Regions from separate parts of the Mus musculus genome. Here region 2 is linked to region 1. The links are chromatin contacts, called in public HiChIP or PLAC-seq maps. All regions are on one chromosome and are shown on one strand. Each heading gives the region's core, a stretch centred on a gene start, on an enhancer-like site or on the middle of the called end of the contact. The rest is flanking DNA. Distances are from core to core; before and after follow the strand shown. Region 1 overlaps Rbl1 (RB transcriptional corepressor like 1). Region 2 overlaps Src (Rous sarcoma oncogene).

Region 1 (4,095 bases), core at 1,132-3,631:
TAGACTATCGTTCAAATTAGCCAGCACTGGATATGTTAGACATGCTGAGCTAGACTGCCAAGCCAATACTTTATATTTTAAAAAATAAGGTTTGCTGCTAAAAATATGTATACTGATACATCATCTAACTATTAATTTAAATGGCTTATTCACATCCTTCCCGATGCTAGGCACACAGAAGAAAAGGTGAACACTAGCGACCTGATTCTTCAGAAGGCTAAACCTCCAGTGTGGGAAGATCCTCAGGGGATCCAGGAGTTACACCCAGGGGAAACTCAGGAGAAACCGTAATTACTGGAACAAAGGGTGATACAAAATAGAAAGGAAAAGCAGCTCTTAAACTGAAACACTCCACTTACAAGACATGAAGTGATTTTAATGTGAAAACTTCAAATATTTTCAGGAAATTAAATAAACAATGAGAATGAATAATTTAGCTTTTTGAGTCAGGGTCTTGCTATGTAGCTACACTGGCCTGACATTCCCAGCAATTCTGTGTACTGGAATTATAGGCATGTCCAACTGTGCCCAACACAAATGAATGAATGATCTTATCATAATGCTACTTTACTTGGGAAATTTAATTTCTCATTTATCTACATTTTATTCTCCTAGATGAAGAAACAGTTTCTTATTTTGAGAACTACAATACTGAATACAATCACATAAAATAATTAAGGCAATATCATGAAAATCGTAGTTTTAAAAATGAGTATCCCTTTTATAGGGTGATAACATCAAGCTAAAAGGTACAGAGCCCAGGTACAGAGCTGCTTGTACTCAACGAGCGGAAGAAGACGGGGCACGGACAGTCCCACACACTGGTGGCACCTGAGGGGCAGTTGCTCCAGCAGGCCCAAGGCAGGCTGGTCCATCAGTGAGCTCTCCTACTGTGGGAGCTAACCTCAACACAAGCAGACAAGTATCTCACAGACTCACTGACCGAATATTAAAAAGCACAGGAGACATTTGATCATTTTGAAAAGACGGTTAAAGAATAGTTTCTTCTTAATTCACCCTAAAAAGAAATCCTAGGAACAAACACTAAAAAAAGAAAATCTTATTACTGTTTATGAAGGCACTTAAAACATTCTTTTCTAATCTACCTTAAAATATATGTCTGTTAGCTATAAAGGGTGAATAAATGCTTTTAAAAAGGAGCGTACTTGTGGTGCAAGGTTTTGTATAACCCAGTGATAAAAATGTGAAGGATGGAGCCCCAGCTTTCTCCAGAACAATCCAAAAGTGCTTTGATCAGGCAAAGGGTGACGTTAATGATTTGCTCTCTCACTGACAACATCTTGTAGTCGCTTAAGTAAAACATCATCGTTCTCTTGGCAGAGACGTTTGGCAGGTGAGTCTGCATCTCCACTGATGGCTATCACGCGCTTCTTGGTTTTCTGCTCGCCTTGCCTTATCATGTTGTTGATATCTTTCAAACTCTACAAAAACAAGAGGGCATGTGTAAAAGGCAGGAAAAAGAAACTTTATGTAAAAAACTAAGCTAACTCTCTTTTCTTCCTCCCATCTTCTACCCCAATCTAAGCACTGGTATAGAGATTATCTTTTGAATCTAAACCAACTTACAGCGGTGGCTTTTTGAGTGGTTTTAATCAGACCAGAAGGAGCAGAGGCACCGAGGAACCAATGTTACAAATGTGAAATTCACAAGTTTTACCACCCACTCTCTGAGTCAGACATTTTGTGGTAAGGCCTACCAATCCATGTTGTGTTTATTTAGTGTGTGTGTGTGTGTGTATGTGTGTGTGTGTGTGTGTGTGTGTGTAGGGTGCATTACAGCTGTGGCATGTGTACAGAGGTCAGGGAACAACTAACAACTTTTGGGAGTTGGTTTCTCCCTTTTGCAGTGTGGGTTCCTGAGACAGAATTCAGGTCACCAGGACAGTGCAGTGTCTTAGGTCTTCTCTTTTCTTTTCTTTTCTTTTCTTTTCTTTTCTTTCCTTTCCTTTTCTTTTCTTTCCTTTTCTTACTTTCTTTTCTTTTTTCTTTTTTTTTTTTCCGAGACGGGGTTTCTCTGTGTAGCCCTGGCTGTCCTGGAACTCACTCTGTAGACCAGGCTGGCCTCGAACTTAGAAATTCGCCTGCCTCTGCCTCCCAAGTGCTGGGATTAAAGGCGTGGGCCACCATGCCCGGCTGTCTTAGGATTTCTTGCCTAAACAAAACACCATGACCAAAAAGCAAGTTAGGGAGGAGAGGATTTATTCAGCTTACACTTCCAGATCACTGTCCATCATTGAAGTCAAGACAGGATTACAAACAGGGCGGAATCCTGGAGGCAGCAGCTGATGCATAGGTCATAGACTGGTACTGCTTAGTGGCCTGCTCAGCCTGTTTCCTTATAGAAAAGGATTACACAGAACCAGGGATGGTGGCACCACACCCACAATGGGCGGGGCTCTCCACAACTGATCACTAGTTGAGAAAATGCCTTACAGCTGGTTTTCCGGGAGGCATTTCCTCACCTGAGGCTCCTTTCTCTCTGATGACTCTAGCTTGGGTCAAGTTGACACATAAAGCATCAGGACAGCCAGCCAGTGCTTTCACTCACGGCCAGCTGCGTGCGACCCAAGTTTGTCTGTCTGTTGAATCTCTTCATTTACTCCTTACTTAATATGTATGAATGTCTTGTTTGCATATTTGTGTGTATGCTGTGTGCATGCCTGATACCCACAAAGGCCATAAGAGAGTATCAATCCTCTGAGACTGGCAGTAGAGATGGTTATGAGCCACTGACTGGCTGCTGGGAATTGAATGTATGTCCTCGGAAACAGCAGAGTAGTGTGTGTGTGCGTAACCAAAAATGTAAGCCGGGCGTGGTGGCTCACACCTTTAATCCCAGCACTTGGGAGGCAGAGGCAGGTGGATCTCTTGAGTTTGAGGCCAGCCTGGTCTACAAAGTGAGTTCCAGGACAGCCAGGGCTATACAGAGAAACCCTGTCTCGAAAAAACAACAACAACAAAAAAATGTAAATAAACACACACACATGTACACATTTTTCTTTTTACTTTTTCTGTGTTTGTTTCTGCTGTGCGAGCATAGCACACATGTCGACATGTAGACATCTCAAAGGCTCAGGGAGGTTAAGTCAGGTCATCAGGCTTGGTGGGAGGGGCATTACCCTGATTGATAAGCCAACTTACTGGTCCCTTTCTTTTCTCGCAGACAGGGTCAGGCTGGTCTTGAACTACTGGAAGTCTGTCTGCCTCAGACTGACACATTCCTATCCTGGTTTAACACAGTGATGCTGTTACACATCTGATGTGCTCACTGACTGCCTGGAAATGACTCCGATTTAGCTGCTGTGGGGTCTGTGAGTCACCGCAGGTAATGCTGACATTTATAGGCTCAGGAGAGGTGGTTCCTGAAACTCCCAGTTGTCTAGAGTGAACGCTCTACCTGGCCCTGCCTGCTAGCTCTCTGTGATTCCACAGGTCTGCAGAACAGGGCTAGTGTTCAGCAAGCTCCCTTGGTGATTCTAACGCTGATTCAGGGATCAGTGCCCTGGATCTCGATGGTCTAATATCTTCTAAACACCTTTATGGGACAAGTCTCATCTTGGTCAGTTTTCCTGGGTAAGTAGAGTGAGACCTCTGTAAGCATGGGACCAAACAGGAACCTGAGGCATTAAGGAGCTGTTATTGCACTGACACTCACATATTTGTCTAAATAATACTTGTGGCTTTCAGAAACTTAAGACACTGCTGTGCAGTCCTAGCAATACTGAAAAAGCCCATCTCTGACACATCTCCAACAGTATACTAGGTAATGCTGAAGCCAGTCTCTTCATAAACACAGACAGAAGAGTAGGCCCTGCTTTCTAACTTTTCACTAGCTGGAGGGTAGCTCGGACATCTGTTGAGACACTTCTCAAAATAAGCAAAAAACAAAACAAAACACCAAACAAACAGGGGCCAGAGAAATGGTTTAGTGGTACCCCCTCCTGCCTGAAGGGCCTGAGTCCACTTCAGAGCTTCCACACCCCTGCCATGGGGGCCTGGGGGTCTGCACTCTCTGCAGAGCTCCTACACTTTGTTGAATGTTGCTAACCATGTTTCTAAAATACTTCCTACCCC
Region 2 (4,095 bases), core at 656-3,155, 310 kb after region 1:
GCTGGTGTCTGCACCAAGGCCCCAGTCTGCTCCCCAGATCCACTGGGGTAGCTCTGCTACCTATCAGGTGAGCAGAGATGGGAGAGGGGAGCCCCAGCCCAGCTTCCTGGGTTGGGCACGGATGTGGAAGGTAGCAGGCATCGGGTGGCATGGGGCCTTTCACTTGGTCCCTCTGTGTATCCAGGTCCCTGGACCTCTCAGACTTGCTCCCCCTGCTCATCATTTGGTTGTTTGTTAAGCACCTGCTGTATACCTCACTCCGTGCATACCAGGAGCAATTCATGAATTAAAAGAAGAGGGGGCTACATATAACCAAGGGGGTACAGTAGTTTGGGGGCTCATGAAAGAATTTGAGGACCCCTTCCTAAAGGATGTGACTTGAAGTTTCTCTTCCTTCCTTCCTTCCTTCCTTCCTTCCTTCCTTCCTTCCTTCCTTCCTTCCTTTCTTTCTTTTTCTTTCTTTCTTTCTTTCTTTCTTTCTTTCTTTCTTTCTTCCTTCCTTCCTTCCTCTCTTCCTCTCTTCCTCCCTTCCTCCCTTCCTCCCTTCCTCCCTTCCTCCCTTCCTCCCTCCCTCCCTCCCTCTTTCTTTCTTTCTTTCTTTCTTTCTTTCTTTCTTTCTTTCTTTCTTTCTTTCTTGATTTATATGTAAGTAAGTACACTGTAGCTGTCCTCAGACATCAGGAAAAGGAATCAGGTCTCGTTACAGATGGTTGTGAGCCACCATGTGATTGCTGGAATTTGAACTCAGGACCTCTGGAAAGGCAGTCAGTGCTCTTAACTGCTGAGCCACCTCTCCAGCCCCAGTCCACCTCTTTTCACCATGTGGGTCCTGGGGATTGAACTGAGGTCAGCAGTGTCTGTGACAGGTGCCTTTACCTGTGTAGCCATCTGCCTGACCCAGGAAGTAACTTTGAGCTGACAGCTGAAGGAAACTGAGTTGGGAGGTGAAGCTGTCAGGGAATAGTGTTTGCAAAGGTCCTGTGACCAGGAGGCCTGGCCATCCCTTCTTCAAGCCACCGTACTGTACTGCACCTTCCCCCAGTGTTAGACGACTTGTCAGGCATGGATTCATTCAGCAATCCTTAAATGAGCCCCTCCTATGTGCTGGGGACATAGATATGACTCAAGTGTCCCTGCCTAAGAAAGACTGAAACTGACTTTGGGTCCAGCAGTCAGGACTTTGGACTGGTATGTCTTCTCTCCATAGCTGTGTCCTAAGGTGCCAGCAATTCATTTGACAGGTGTAATGAGACGAGTCCTCCCAGGGTGGCTAGTCCCCTTCTTAGGACCTCAGTTTCCCTATCCGATAAGTGGGTGGGGTGGCTTGTCTCCTCCCAGAGGCTCTCCTCTACCTCGGGGATTTCTGTCGCCCCTAGCCAGGACCATGGGCAGCAACAAGAGCAAGCCCAAGGACGCCAGCCAGCGGCGCCGCAGCCTGGAGCCCTCGGAAAACGTGCACGGGGCAGGGGGCGCCTTCCCGGCCTCACAGACACCGAGCAAGCCCGCCTCCGCCGACGGCCACCGCGGGCCCAGCGCCGCCTTCGTGCCGCCCGCGGCCGAGCCCAAGCTCTTCGGAGGCTTCAACTCCTCGGACACCGTCACCTCCCCGCAGAGGGCGGGGCCTCTGGCAGGTCAGCCCTCCCCCTTGCTGTGTGTCCCTGAGCTGTGGTGCACCCTCTCTGGGTTCTGGGGACTCGGTTTTCCCGAGGCTGCGAATGGGGAAGGATTCGTAAACTGGAAAGCGGGGCTCCTGGCGCTTTCGGGCTCCCAGGTTCAGAGTATATAACGGGTTCTGAAGGAGAGGGTTGTAGGGGAGGGGACCCTGAGGCCCTCAGGGGATGGACCGCCACGGACTAGCTGCCGCCTCCGCCCAGCCTTTGTTCCTGGCTCTGCTGTGCGATGGCCCGAGTGCGCCCCTGCGCCCTCTGCTGGCGCTGTGTGGTGCGGCAGCCCTGCCGCCCAGGAGCTGAGCGGGGTGACTCACGCTCCTGCATGCATGGCTACACACCCACACGTGCAAATCCCACACTCTGACGGAGCCATACTCACGGCTGCACGCCCATGCGTGCAAATCCCACGCTCAGACAGAGCCACACGCATGGCTGCACACCTACACGTACAAATCCCACCCAGACTCAACCATGTTATATGCCCACATTGGGCATGAACCCACACTGAGTGGAGACACCAACAATTCCTAGAGACACCTGGGCCAGAGCACACACAGATACAGGTGTGCATACAACCTCGCCCCCTCAGATGGGCCTGTCTACCATCTTGCATGCAGAATGCAGACACGGGATGTAGGGGTTCCCAGCTCCACATCCCACCACAGGAACTTGGTTGTGGTGAGACCTTTGGACGGGCAGCCCACTTCCCGCCATGCAGCCACACACCCATTCGATCATTTGAGAAGCATTTGTGGAGCCTCGGGCAACCGAGGGTGGGATGCAGGATTCCACGGAGCAGCTGTGGGTGAGGGGAGAATCAGGGGAAGGGTCCTGAAACTTGGACCAGAAACCTCGAGCTGCCAGGCACACACACAGGCAGAGTCCCTTAAGTGTGGGGCTTGGGGCATCTTCTGTGTGCTGCCCCTGAGTGCAGAGCAAGGGAGCCTGATCTCGGGGGGGGGGGGGGACAGGGACGGGGGGGACGGGGACGGGGACGGGACTTCTGCTTGTGTCAATAGACTCATTAGATAAGGAACACCTAGTCTGCAGCCCAGCAGGAAGGCACAGCGTACTTAGCTTCCTCCCAGGGACAGGCTGGTGAGTGAGAACGGCGCCTGACCCAGCCCCTGCAGGGTTCTGACACCTCTCATCCTTCTCTGCAGGTGGGGTGACCACCTTTGTGGCCCTCTATGACTATGAGTCACGGACAGAGACTGACCTGTCCTTCAAGAAAGGGGAGCGGCTGCAGATTGTCAATAACACGTGAGTGGCCTGGCGGGGACTGCACTGGGAGCGTGGGTCTGTCTTACCGAGAGCTGCCGGCAGAGGGCGGTGCAGAGCCTACAGGGCTGCTTCTGCTCTTGGTGGGTGGCGGCCCTCCCTAGACCCCAACCAGTATCCTCCCTTGTCCTGGGCCCTGTCTTCGCACCTCAGCCTCTCCTTCTCTCTGCTTCTCTCTCGCTGGCCCTTAGGAGGAAGGTGGATGTCAGGTGTGTACCGAGGCCAGGTAGAGGGGGATGCTTCGCTGAGGCTGGGGGCTGCTCTCTGCATGTGCTTCCTCCACCGCCCCTGTGTGTTTCCAGCTCTCTCCCCGTCCCTTTAGCTTACCCTGCATCCCACCTGTATGAGCCGACCCTCCATCTTCTCCCCACACCTTCCTGTTAGCTCTCTTCCTCCCTGTTCTGATTTGTGATTCCACATTGGGTGCCAGCTACATGCAGGACCCAGTGTATTCTGTAGGCCAGGGAGGGAGGCAGTGTGGTGGGGAGTGGGTTACACCAGACCAGGTCAGGGGTGGATAGAAGCAGGCCGGGGTCCCTGCAAGATGTCCCCGGGAGAGGGGGCTGTCTCTATCAGACTGCCCATCCAAGGAAGGACAGTGAGCCACAGCAGGTAAGGGCAGCATCCCTGGGAGGGGGGCAGCTGCTGGTTGGAGGTATGTGCTGGGCTGTGGAGGCCTCTCCCTGGAGCAGGTAAGGCTTGGGGACTTTGATTTGAGCTGCTCTGGAGGGTAGAGAGGATCCATCATAAAGTGCCCCAAAGGTCTGGCTAAAGAGGTAGGCTTTCCGTCTCCCTGGGCGTGTCTCGCTGCTCATGCCTCCCGTTCCTCGTGCATGCTACTCCGTTTGCCTGAAATACTTCTCCTGTATCCATCTGGTGAACTCCTATTCAGCCCTCAAGATCCAGGGAGGGGATGCCCGTTGTGTGAGGCAAAAGTGAGCAGGTTCCACGTTCTGCACCGGTCACTGTCATTCATACCCCTCCATCTCGTTATCTCTGATCCCCGGGGGGTGGGGTGGGGACAGCAGCAATGGTGGAGGGGCTGGCTCTATTTTGTGAATGAGGAAACTGAGGCTCAAAGTCAGGAAGGCCCTTGTCCAAGGTCATGTGGCTACCGATAGCAAGCCCAGGATGGGACCTGGGC

The links. HiChIP or PLAC-seq counts read pairs in DNA pulled down with a chosen protein or histone mark.
Region 2: a contact with region 1 is called in an HNF4G HiChIP or PLAC-seq map of pancreatic cancer cells. The contact joins two enhancer-like sites. A contact is called at or near these places in 2 of 39 promoter capture datasets (embryonic stem cells and hippocampal neurons), 2 of 484 Hi-C or Micro-C datasets (the G1E-ER4 cell line and regulatory T cells), 2 of 115 datasets of contacts at active chromatin or transcription factors (embryonic stem cells and pancreatic cancer cells) and 1 of 9 other capture datasets (adipose tissue).

The regions. Positions count from the first base shown.
Region 1 is chr2:157,146,235-157,150,329 of GRCm38.p6, forward strand. It overlaps Rbl1 (RB transcriptional corepressor like 1), which reads right to left. Exons shown (of 22, transcript NM_011249.2): 22 at 1-1,442. The coding sequence ends at 1,272. Among named protein-coding and RNA genes, the nearest start is that of Samhd1, 13 kb to the left of the region's middle. Within about 2 kb of position 2,382, at least 54 of the 459 cell types and tissues checked have an H3K27ac peak or open chromatin away from gene starts, as enhancers often do. A contact at or near this core is called in the G1E-ER4 cell line, pancreatic cancer cells and regulatory T cells, where this site is marked.
Region 2 is chr2:157,455,701-157,459,795 of GRCm38.p6, forward strand. Src (Rous sarcoma oncogene) reads left to right here. Exons shown (of 15, transcript NM_009271.3): 3 at 1-67; 4 at 1,377-1,631; 5 at 2,834-2,933; 6 at 3,143-3,160. The coding sequence starts at 1,385. Among named protein-coding and RNA genes, the nearest start is that of Src, 33 kb to the left of the region's middle. Within about 2 kb of position 1,906, at least 170 of the 459 cell types and tissues checked have an H3K27ac peak or open chromatin away from gene starts, as enhancers often do. A contact at or near this core is called in the G1E-ER4 cell line, pancreatic cancer cells and regulatory T cells, where this site is marked.